3 separate regions of the Mus musculus genome follow, and all the other regions are linked to region 3. Evidence: chromatin contacts called from public Hi-C and HiChIP or PLAC-seq data. All regions are on one chromosome and are shown on one strand. Each heading gives the region's core, a stretch centred on a gene start, on an enhancer-like site or on the middle of the called end of the contact. The rest is flanking DNA. Distances are from core to core; before and after follow the strand shown.

Region 1 (3,905 bases), core at 1,098-3,597, 180 kb after region 3:
TGAAAGTGCAGCCTCAGTTGCAATTGATGGCCAGGACTGAAGGGGTCATGCAGTGTTTTGGAGATGCCAGTACCATGAGATGACCACCAAGAGCAGCAGCAGCAGTGGAGTACAGGCATCTGGAGCCTAGAGGACGCCCCATGCTACAAAGGGCTGGAGAAGTGACCCAAGCCCTTGGAGGAGCCCAGAAGATCGTGAGTTGGATCCCAGACATTGGACGGTTGGAGATTGACTTTTGCTTTTGATTGTGACTGTGCCCTGATATTTTTCCCTCTTGAAGGAAGAAACTGTTTTAGTGGAGCCCACAGTTAAGAGACTTTTAATTGTAAAAAGACTTTGGATTTTAAAAGAGATGGATATTTTAAAGAGATTGAAAATTTAAGAATATGTAAAGACTGTTGGACTTTTAAAGTTATTTAGATCTTGGGGATGAATAAGATTGTAAGGATTGAGGCTTACTAGTGATGTTTTTGTGTGTCAAGTTGACAAGGGGTCAATTGTACTGGCTAGTTTTGTGTCAACTTGACACAGCTGGAGTTATCATAGAGAAAGGAGCTTCATTTGAGGAAATGCCTCCATGAGATCCAACTGTAAGGCATTTTCTCAATTAGTGATCAAGGGGGAAAGGCCTCTTGTGGGTGGGACCATCTCTGGGCTGGTAGTCTTGGGTTCTATAAGAGAGCAGGCTGAGCAAGCCAGGTGAGGCAAGCCAGTAAAGAACATCCCTCCATGGCCTCTGCATCAGCTCCTGCTTCCTGACCTGCCTGAGTTCCAGTCCTGACTTCCTTTGGTGATGAACAGCAGCATGGAAGTGTAAGCCAAATAAACCCTTTCCTCCCCAACTTGCTTCTTGGTCATGATGTTTGTGCAGGAATAGAGACCCTGACTAAGACAGGGTATAAGGGAATATATATATAGTATTATACAATGTGTATATATGTATGTGTGTATATTTATAGTATAATATGTATACATAGTATATACCCATATATACAATGTGTATCTGTGTGTGTATGTGTGTGTGTGTGTGTGTGTGTGAGTGTGTGTGTGTGTGTGTGTGTGTGTGTTTCAAGACAGGGTTTTCTCTGCATATCTCTGGCTGTCCAGGAACTCGCTCTGTAGACCAGGCTGGTCTTGAACTCATGTAGATCCTCCTGCCTCTGCCTCCTGTGCTACCATCGCCTGGCTGCAAAGTAATATTCACTAGTCTGATACAGGTTTGAACCATGTGGATATAGGCAGTCATAAAAACTCAACAAAACACATTCTTAAGGATTTGAGCATTTTGTTGACTTCAAATTTTACCTCCAGAAAATAAAAATTAAAAAATATAAGCATCTCCCAATAACTAAATGTGGCCAGGTGGGATGGTGTACGCCTGTAATTTCAGCATCAGGAGAGTGAAGCAGGGGAGCCAAGAGCTACAGGTCCCCCCACTTGGTTCTCTGGTCCACTCCTATGTCATTCTTGCTAGCTGATTCCAGTTCTTCATCACTGTTGGTCTTGGCTTATTGTTGTTGCTCTAAGGTAGGATCTCCTGTGGGCCTTTACCTCGTGATTCTCCGGCTTTTGTCTCTTCAATCTCTTGGTTCCTGCTTCAGTGCTGGGATTCCAGGGGCTCCCATCATGCTCGGCTTCTCCATCCCTTTTGGGGAAGGTGATATAAGACTCCCAACGACGCTGGGCCAGGGATAGAGCAAGTAGTCCACGTTCTCCATGTACCTTGCTTTGTGTCATTGGCAAGGCTAGCCACATGGAGACCCTGAGCGGCAGAGTTCACAGTCCCTTCAGGCTAAAGGAGATTTTAGCCCTCACCCCATAAAGCCATGAAAGGACAGAGCGGATTACAACATTCTAAAGGATTCAGTCGTGTTGACAAGTCTTCCAGCTCTAATGGCGGGGATGATCAATTATTCATAGGGAAAGATCTTGGCCTCTACTCTCTTACTGTAGCACAGGAGTATAGATTCTGCCATTACCAGCCCACAGAGGCCTTCCGAGGGAGTTGCTAATGGGAAGTAGGAAAGCAATAGTGCTCAGGCAGTGAGGGTTCCTCTCATTCCTTCTTTCTCACTTTCTTTTATGGCTTCCGGTCTTTCCAGGGAGGTCCAACAGCACCACAAAGACCCATTATGCACACATCCTATCTGAGTTGCTGGGGGTGGGGTGTTACTGCAAAGGACTGATTCAGAAGCCCCGCCCACAAGCAGGACCCCCAGCTTGCTTTTGAGCTGACTTTTTTTTTTTTTTTTTTTTTTTTAGCTTTGATGTGCCTAAGAATGGCCCGGAAACCTAGCAGATTCCAACCCCACCTTTCTGACCAACTCCCAGAGGATACCAGGGCTTTTCAAAGAGTCACTCTTCCGGTGCCAGGTGACAGCTGTGAAACACCCCTGCCCCCAATAAAAACAAAATACTACCTGGGCTTGGCAGGGCAGTCCATGTGATCCCAACACGAATAGCCAGTCAGAGATCTGTGTGGAACCTATCTGAAACAAAAAAGCTCACACTCCCCAAATAGGCTAAGCACCCACCACCTTCTAGTCTTTCTCCAGGTCCTTAAATATCCCTCAGTTGCTTACCAGTAAAATCAGGATGACCTGGCACAGGCTGCTTCTCCTTCTTCTTCATTTATTTACCAAGTTTTCTTGTCTTCTGCTGCACACTGGACTATCTTCTCCTGCTAATCAGCTTGCCTCTTTAGTAGACAACTACTGTTCTGGTTTCTACCGCTGAAGACTGGTTTTGTCTTTTCTTGAACTTTCTTTTTCTTTCTTTTTTAAAATTTATTTATTTATTTATTTGGTTTTTTGAGACAGGGTTTCGCCCTGGCTGTCCTGGAACTCACTTTGTAGACCAGGCTGGCCTCGAACTCAGAAATACGCCTGCCTCTGCCTCCCAAGTGTTGGGATTAAAGGCATGCACCACCATGCCCAGCTTCTTGAACTTTCTATATGTAAAGTTATACATAATACACTCTTCTGTTGAGACTCTGTCACTCAGCAGAGTTTCTGTGCTGGCAGCTGCTGAAGACTTCAAAGCCCTGCACTCAGGAAAATTGGGAACGTCCCTGACGTCTAAGTTACTTTTCTATGGCTACGAAAAGATACCAGACCAAGGCAACTTAACAGAGGAAAGAATTTAGTTAGGGAATATAGTTTCAGAGCATTAGAGTTTATGACCCTCATAGCAGGGAACATGACAGCAGGCGAGCAAGCAAGGAACCGAAGCAGTAGCTGACAGCTCACGTCAGGAACCATAGGTAGGAGGCAGAGCAAACTAAGAAATAGCATGGGATTTTTTTTTTGAACCTCAAGCCCACCCCAGTGATACACCTCCTCCAGCAAGACCACATCTCCTAATCCCTCTTGAACAGTTTTACTCAATGGGGACCAAGCATCCAAACATGTGAGCCCATGGGAGACATGCTCCTTCAAACCACTACACCTTAGTTGAGAGGGCAGCTTGGGCTGTGTGGTTGTTTGAATGTAGGTCACATATTTGAATGTTTGATTCCCACTTGGTGGGTTGTGAAGGAAGGATTATGAACTTGTAGCCTTGTGGGAGAAAGTGTGGCCTTATGGCCGGAGGTGTGGCCTTGTTGAGGGGGTGTGGTCTTGTTGGAAGGGGTGCACCCTTGGAAGTAGGGGACCGAAGGAGGACCAGACCATGTAAATGCTAAATTATTACTCAGAAACTGTAAACCAAGATCTGAGGGTCTCAGTACCAAGTACGTGGCCCCGGGGCTACCTGCAGTGAATGAATTCTTACCTTCTTCAGGGAAGAAAAAGGGGAGTGAGTTAGTGCCAGGTCCTGTGTGTGTGTGTGTGCATAAGTGTGTGTGTGTGTGCGCGCGCACACACACACACACACACACCTGGGTAGGAGCCATACTCCCAGCCTCC
Region 2 (3,761 bases), core at 944-3,443, 150 kb after region 3:
CTCAGGAAGAGCAGAAAGTGCTCTTAACCAGCCCTCAATCACCTTGACAACCAAGGCAACCTGGACAGGGTGGGGGCGGGGGGTTGTTATTTGGCTTACACTTCCACATTGTAATCCATTATTAAAGGAAGTCGGGAAAGGAACCTGAAGGCAGGAACTGACACAGAAGACATGGAGGGATGCTGCTTACTTGTTTGCTCCTCCTGGCTTGCTCAGCCTGCTTTCTTATAGAACCCAAGACCACCAGCCCAGGGATGGCACCACCCACAGTGAGCTGGGCCCTCCGACATTAAGAAAATATTCTATAGGCTAGCCTGCATCCTGATCTTACAGAGACATTGCCTCTACTGAGGCTCCGTCCTCTCTACTGACTCTAACTTTTGTCAAGTGGATGTAAAACCAGCCACCACATTCAGTTATAATGGGCAGAGCCAGAAGTCACACTGAGTTTATACTAACCACTGAGATGTTTCTGGCTCTAGCAAACTAACCCTCCCTCCTCCAAGAAGGGACAACCAGTGCACACTGTCCCTAGCAGTTGAACTGGCCCCACTAAGAGACACATTGAAGCTACTGTGTGAATCTGAGGACTTTCTGGTTCCTCTACAGCTGCATAGACTTAAGACCTGCCTTGAATTTCATTGACTTCACTTCATCTCTCTCAGGGTTGCAAAAGGGCCACAAATGACCTCTTTGACTAAAATCCCCTTTCTTTATTTCCCAGAAAAACAATAGCTAATGATGCTTGTTTCTTTAATTGCCATGGGAGCCATTTCTCAAGGGATCATAGCCTGTTAAACCTTAGAGCACTCTTAGTGGAGAAGGTTGCACAAACTCAGTGTTTACACCTGCCGAATGGTTATGGAGAGGTAATTGCCCAAGGCACTTCCACACCACCAGCTTTCTGTCCCAGATGAAAACACCCAAGACAGTCAGTGACACAGAGGAAATATTGATTAGACTCCTGATTTCAGAGACTCTCTAGTCCATGCTTGCCCGTCGCTTAGCACTGGTCGTGGAACAACACATCATGGCCAGAGTGCACAGGAGAGCTTTGCCTGCATTATGGCTGGAAGGAAGGAATAAGGTCCAGTAACTCACTGGACCTGTTCAGCCCCAGTGACCTAACTTCCTCCCACCTGCCCAAGCTCCCACCATCTCTCACTAGTGCCACCTGCTGGCCAGGAGGTCTGCATCACAGGGGCTTTGGAGGGACCATCAGACCCCCAACTGCAGCATATGCCTTAAAGGTTGTCTCTCTGACTCAGCATAAAACGGAGTGTGTATCCTTAGGGCCAGGGTGCCCTGCACCTTCAGCAGAACCATAGCTTCCCATTGTTTACTTAAAACATGTATTCACCACTAGCAGTGGGCCGTCAGTCTGTCACCCAGGAACCTGGTGAGACAGTTGAGACCCTGACTTTGGGCAAGGGAAAAACCACTGGGTTTGGTAGGTGGTCCCCATGTAGGTGGCTGTCATCCCATCTCTCCTGCATTTGGTTGCTAGGTAAAGTGAGACCTCCATCTCCAGGACTTTCCTAATCCCTCTTAAATTAGAACAAATCCCTGAATTCCATATAGGAATTCTGGGGCCCCCGCAGCCTTGCTGAGGCAGAGTCTGTCCTGCAGGGGTCAGGGATGGATGAGCTTGCAGAGTTGGTACGCCTCCCACCAGAGTTCTCAGAGGACACAGAGCGATTGGATTTCTGTCCAGGAAATGTTTCCGATCTACTGGCCATGGAAGGGGCTGCTTCCACTTACTGGCACTGCTGAGAACCTGAAGGAGGACAGTCCCAGAGCACAGCTAGTTAACTCAAGAGCTCAAAATAACATGTTGGGGGCATCTTCCCGTGAGAACACTATGTCCTTAAAAGTCAATTCCAAATCGAATTGAATTCTTAGAGCCTCTAAAGATCTTGTCTAAAATTACCCTGACCCACTTAGGGGAGGAGTCAGAACCAAGCAGATCGTTTTAGAAATGAAATTCAGTTCCCTGTAACAAGGACATCAGTGGCCCATAAAGTATCCAAGGACCAGTTTCAAGATTCAATCCATGTTAACTCTTGTCCATGAGATCAGACAGGCAGCCAAGTGCATCCCTGTTGGTCAAGGCACGGCAGCTAGCTGGAGGCTCCTGAGCACAGCATCAGATGTGGGATGCTGCTGACAGGGAAGTCAGTGATGCTCAGAGCCACCCAGTGATGCACAGGAAGGGGAGCATCTTGTTGCCTAGCAACACAGATGCGGATGTCACTCTTCCCAGCAGCCGGCAGATGATTATCCATCACACTGGCATCTCATCGAAGGCAAAACGGGGTTTAAATCCCGCATTAGCTGGGAGATAAGCTGCAGCCCGGAGGCATGTGCGTCAGAACCCCTACCTTGGCTTCAGTGAGAGATCTGGGAGGAATTGCTGGGTGCACGTCAGGGCAGGTGGCAGTCCCAGCAGGCACCCTGGCCTGTAGAGGCTGGTTTCTATTTCCAGCCTCCACCGGCATAATGCTGTGTCACAGACAGTGAAAGGAGGGTGAGGTACTTTGCCATCCACACGGGAATTATGAACTGATGAACCATGTCTCTGCAGGCACTCTGTACCCTGAGCCCTTAAGGCAAAGGGGGAGTTAGTCTGCCCACCAAACAGAGCTCTCACAAATTCAACAGACCCTCCCGAAACTTTAGGTGTACCCAGTGTTCTTATATGTGATGTTTCTGGTAGCACCGGGGTGGGGTGAGAGGGTGGGGTAGTACATTGCAATGTAAGGAAGATGTAAAACAGGCTATCCCATCCCGTTTGACAATGTGGACTAACCCGGGAATCCTCACAGAGTTAGAGAGGCACTGGAAGACAAAAAGCACATGACCTTGCTCTCACATGGACCCTCAGATGCTGAGCTATGCAGAAATGGTGGTTACTGTAGACTGGGAAAGGGGAGCCAGGGATGCAGGTGAAAACTCTGGGGGCTCAGTGGTGACAATTTGGGTCTAGGCGGTGATTCTCTGTCATCCTGTTCATGTGATGTTGCCTAAATGGTAGCATGCCAGGGTTCATGGCTGGAGTCCCTAGGACCTGATACCTCCTTCCATCTTAAAGAGAAGAAGTCCACCCCAGAGCCTGTAGTAGCCCTGTTATACAACCACTCATCAAGTACTTTAGCTCTACCCTGTTCTGGGTGGTATGCTGTGGGCTAGACACGTGACAGAAATCAGAAGAAAGCAAGTTCTGATTCCTATGTAGCTTTCGGCTTCATCACCAACCCCTAAACCGTGCAGCTTGTCATTTGCTATAGAATCCACTCTTACTTAGGTGTGTGTGTGTGTGTGTGTGTGTGTGTGTGTGTGATAGAATTTGAAGATGCTAGTACCCGTGTTGCAAGCTCTGTTGACATGGCCTCAAGCTGTGACCCAGTACTGTGGTGGACCATGAAGACAAACTCAGCCAGGATCTGCAGTGGTTTTATTGTGAAGCATCCACCAGAGAAAACCACTCAGACATTGGATTAAACTAATAGATAATCCTTATTTTGTGGACAGTAACTACACTGGGTGTTTGGGATGCAAGTCCTGTTCAGAGCCTTTCTCAGGGTGAGCTTTTAAGCACAAAACTCACTTCCTGGGTTGACATTCCTCAGTTAGCAAGAACAGTTAGCCAGAAACAGAACTACAGAAGCCAAAAGCAAGGTTAATATGTTTAAAGATGTCACCAGAACTGTGGACTTGAATGGATTGGGCCTCTACTCTCATCTTGACCAGGGTTGCTACCT
Region 3 (3,975 bases), core at 495-2,994:
CATGGGCCGCCAAGGCACCTCCTTTCCCCATACCTGACTACACCTCCATAAAACATACTGCCCCCCCCCCCTTTATCTTTTTATAAACACATTCTGTTCACATTCATGAGATTCCCCTGCCTCTCAGCCTGGCGGTTGGTGTGTGATGTAATTACTCCTAAGACACTTGGGGATGGGCCTGATGGCAGGTGTGTCCTGAAGGTGTAAATGAGTGTCTGAATGGATGGTGACTGGTGATCAATTGTGTCTGCCAAGGAGGGAAGCAAGCAAGAAAGGAAATTCCGTGTGCAGTAATGTGACTTTGTGGGTACAAGGATCAATTTAAATCGGCAGTGTACGCTTACTGTTTGGGAAATCTGCCTTGGCGTACTTCAATAACAATTCACACAGACAAGCGTCACTACCGTACTGTAGTGAGCATTTAGCGTTAATTGCCTTACAGAAGCATGTTGCTCCCATACAAAATGACAAATGTCACAGCTACGCTTTAACCTATTAGTATAAATTAAATCATAAACAGCGACAGTCGCGGGTGGATCAGTGGCACTGAGCAATCTATGAGGGAACGGGAGGCTGGGGGCTGGTCACACTGGCTGCAGGCCATCTGCGCTGATGAGGGGAGGTCAGCCTGTACCAGTGCACAGGGTCGCCTCAATGCTAAGGACTCGATAAAAATTCTCTCCTCCTCCAGTCCTCCTGAATTTTACCAAGGAAAGCAGCCCTGCTGATGTGGGGGAGACTAGCAGAGACTGGAAGCCACACCCTTTCCCAAGACCAATTTGCACTTGCAGCTGGGCTCCTGACCTCCGGAGACTGCCAGCTAATCGGATCACGTTGAACCAGGGCGGGGAGGCCCTGGGACCCATCAGATAGGCAATACTGGGCTCTCCAAGCCACAGTAACTTCTGCCCAGGAGGAGCCTGTTTAAGCCGAGAAGAACCCGCCCAGACACACACACAACCCCCTCCCAAAAAAGAGGCTAACTTTGTTTTGAAAGTCATCCTAAAATGCCCTCCTTAGGATTATGACTTTGCGTAGGCCCTTTTGGTTTGTGACTGACAACCTCCGATTTGACCACTTTATTTTTATCGCCGTACCACAGATTCTTCAGGTTAGCGTTGAATTTGAGTTAGGCTACGACGAAAACAAAGAGTTGGCCTCCCAGTTCAGCTTTGCTAATTGAAATGTGAAAACAAGAGTAAGAAGGCAGGACAATAGGGGTCCGGGCTAAACCTTTATTCTACAGCTCCCGCAACAGCCGCGCCTTTCTTTGTCCCTCTAGACACCCGTAGGCTCAGTGACTTCAGAGGGAAGGCTCCAGCTGTATGCAAAGCGCAGGGTCGGAGGTGGAGGCTGTGGCAAAGGGTGCTGTGTGCCGTACTGGATTTCCATATCAATAGCTGCCTATTCTGTCTTCCTTTCTGTTTCTTCCCCCACTTCTTGGTTAAGGATGACCTTGAACGGCCTATCTTCCCCCACCCTCCTAACCCCCCACCCCCGCTTCCAAGTGCTGAATTTACAGGCTTCTGTCACAACTCCCCGTTTTGGATGAATTTATTCTCAAAGGAGCTTGCGAAACAAGCGGATTTTGGTCACCTGATGTCTGAACCAGGGACTCCAAGATAGAGGGAAAGTGACTTATCTAGGATCCATGGCTTCTAACCAGCAGAATGGAAACTCCCTTCAGAGACTCTCATACAGTCTTGGCCCACAACCTACATGCAGCCTGGTGGGTTCGTACAGCTCCTCGGAGCATGCGTGCGCTGAGGCTGCCTAAGCGGGCGAGCACAGCTCCTCGGAGCATGCGTGGGCTGAGGCACGCTAGTCTTGCTTTCCTCCTTTCTCCACTGTCTGTCATGCTCTCCCTCTGTCACCTGTCCTCTAGGAGTGTGGTTTGGAGAGCTGATCCACGCTTCCCTGCCCTCTTGTCTTTGTGAGGGAAGGAGGTCGGTGGTACCAGGAGCGCTGAGGCCTGAGGTCTCTATACACTGTTTTAGAGGGGACAGGGGGGTACAAGCGATACGGAGGAGGAGAGAATGAGTCCAGAGGACAGCTTGGAACAGAGCCGGCTGGGCGTCAGTTCCGCCAAGCCTCAGAAAGGAGACGAATGCAATGGTTTTCCTTTTTTGATGGTCCAATATTGAGGCAGGTTAAGGGATATCAGGGAAAGCTTTTTCCAGAGCCTGCTGGTCTCCAAAGGGCTTTCATTGATAATCACTAGAGGCTGGAAAGGGCACGGCGGTTAAGGGAAGCGATTGCCCTACAGAGAGCCTGACTCAGTCCCCAGCACCCATGTCAGGCAGCTCACAACCACCGATATAACTCCATCTCCAAAGGATCTGACCCTTCTGGCCTCTGATTGGCACCTGTACTCACATACACAGACATACTCAAACAGACAGGCATACACGCATACCACCATACCCGTCTCTTCTTTTAATTGACAAACAATAATTGTGCATGGGCATGTATGTATCACACGATTTTTTTTTTTAAACACAGTCATGTTTTAAAAGATTTATGTATTTTTACTAACGTGTATGTGCATGCATCTGTGTGAATTTTATGTGTACCATTTCATGAAGGTGCCTGTGCAGACCGGAGGGTGGCAGATGTCCTGACACTGGAGTCATAAGTGATTGGGAGTCACCTCATGTGATGGGCTAGGGTCCTCCCTTAGGTCTTCTGCAAGAGCTAGACTCACTCTTAGCTACTTTGAGGGCCTGCCAGCGACACCCGCTCTCTGGGTAGAATGCAATGAAACAGTCTATTTCTAGTCTGCAGATAGATGATGACATGTGGCCTCTGTAATCCACCGTAGGAAAAAGATTACCGTGCACACACTGGTTCTGTGTGAGCCAAAGTATCCTGCTCTAAGTTTTCATCAGCTAAATTGATCTTCATCTTTGGGTGGTTTACGTTTGTAAATGTGGCAAGTGCTAGTAGTGATAGACTTCTCAGCTTGAATAATGTGGAGAAAAGAGTGAGGTTTTTGCACTTATAAATGAGAAATGGGAGTGGTACAAGTCTCTCAAGCAACGTAAGATAAGATGTGAAACATTCAAGTTGGTAGTTGACCCCATTTTATTTGATTGAGAAAATACTTCATTATAAAATATTTTAACCCTTCATTTTCCTCCTGTAAGTAGCTATTTTCTCTTTATAAAATGGGAAAGGAAATTTGAAAAAAAATTCCAAATTCAGGAGGTAAGCCATTTCACCTTGAAATGGCCACCAAGCATCCCATGGTGTGAACAGGACTCTGGAGCATTGCTTCTGCAAGAAAGGCAACTCTGTGTTTTTGTTTTTGTTTTTGTTTTCTTAGAGACAGGGTTTCTCTGTATAGCCCTGGCTATCCTGGAACTCACTGTGTAGACCAGGCTGGCCTCAAACTCAGAAATCCGCCTGCCTCTGCCTCCCGAGTGCTGGGATTAAAGGTGTGCGCCACCACGCCCGGCTAACTCTGGGTTTTTTTTCAGGGTAGAGTTTCTCTGTGTAGCACTGCCTGTCTTGGGACTTGATTCAGGACATGTATGAGACCAGGCTGGTCTCAAACTCAGACAGACAGACAGACAGACAGACAGACAGACAGACACACACACACACACACACACACACACACACACACCTCCTGTTGGCATTAAAGGCATGTGCTACCACCACACAGCTTTTTTTATTCTTTCTTCTGGTCATGGTGTTTTGTCACAGCAGTAGGAAATTAACCCAAAACAGCTACAAGCTGGAAATGGGGAACAGTGCCACGCCAGAATAAAGCAGAAGAATTAGAAGTACAAGGCCATGCCCCTGCTATACACCATGTTCAAAGCCAGTCTGATATGCCTGACACCCTGTCTCAAGCAAACAAACAAAAGGGACCTCTGGGCTGGAAAGATGGCTCAGTGGTTAAGAGCACTAGCTGGGTTTTCCAGAGGAACCAGGTTCAGTGCCCACACAGTGGATCACACCCATCTGTAA

What was found. A called contact is a pair of places that touch in the nucleus more often than the background predicts. HiChIP or PLAC-seq counts read pairs in DNA pulled down with a chosen protein or histone mark.
Region 1: a contact with region 3 is called in an H3K27ac HiChIP or PLAC-seq map of embryonic stem cells, with 11 read pairs. The contact joins two enhancer-like sites. A contact is called at or near these places in 1 of 39 promoter capture datasets (embryonic stem cells), 2 of 484 Hi-C or Micro-C datasets (both in embryonic stem cells), 10 of 115 datasets of contacts at active chromatin or transcription factors (embryonic basal ganglia, embryonic stem cells, epiblast stem cells and 1 more) and 1 of 9 other capture datasets (embryonic stem cells).
Region 2: a contact with region 3 is called in a Hi-C map of the N1E-115 cell line, with 1.8 times the contacts expected there. The contact joins two enhancer-like sites. A contact is called at or near these places in 3 of 39 promoter capture datasets (embryonic stem cells and stem cell-derived epiblast-like cells), 22 of 484 Hi-C or Micro-C datasets (the N1E-115 cell line, cerebral cortex, cortical neurons and 3 more), 15 of 115 datasets of contacts at active chromatin or transcription factors (embryonic stem cells, epiblast stem cells, oligodendrocyte precursor cells and 2 more) and 1 of 9 other capture datasets (embryonic stem cells).

The regions. Positions count from the first base shown.
Region 1 is chr17:66,299,808-66,303,712 of GRCm38.p6, reverse strand. No RefSeq gene overlaps it. Among named protein-coding and RNA genes, the nearest start is that of Gm20742, 110 kb to the right of the region's middle. Within about 2 kb of position 2,347, at least 10 of the 459 cell types and tissues checked have an H3K27ac peak or open chromatin away from gene starts, as enhancers often do. A contact at or near this core is called in embryonic stem cells, where this site is marked.
Region 2 is chr17:66,324,258-66,328,018 of GRCm38.p6, reverse strand. No RefSeq gene overlaps it. Among named protein-coding and RNA genes, the nearest start is that of Mtcl1, 120 kb to the left of the region's middle. Within about 2 kb of position 2,193, at least 58 of the 459 cell types and tissues checked have an H3K27ac peak or open chromatin away from gene starts, as enhancers often do. A contact at or near this core is called in the N1E-115 cell line, cerebral cortex and cortical neurons, where this site is marked.
Region 3 is chr17:66,477,275-66,481,249 of GRCm38.p6, reverse strand. No RefSeq gene overlaps it. Among named protein-coding and RNA genes, the nearest start is that of Gm41608, 27 kb to the left of the region's middle. RefSeq lists an enhancer at 1-2,854. Within about 2 kb of position 1,744, at least 124 of the 459 cell types and tissues checked have an H3K27ac peak or open chromatin away from gene starts, as enhancers often do. A contact at or near this core is called in the N1E-115 cell line, cerebral cortex, cortical neurons and 1 more, where this site is marked.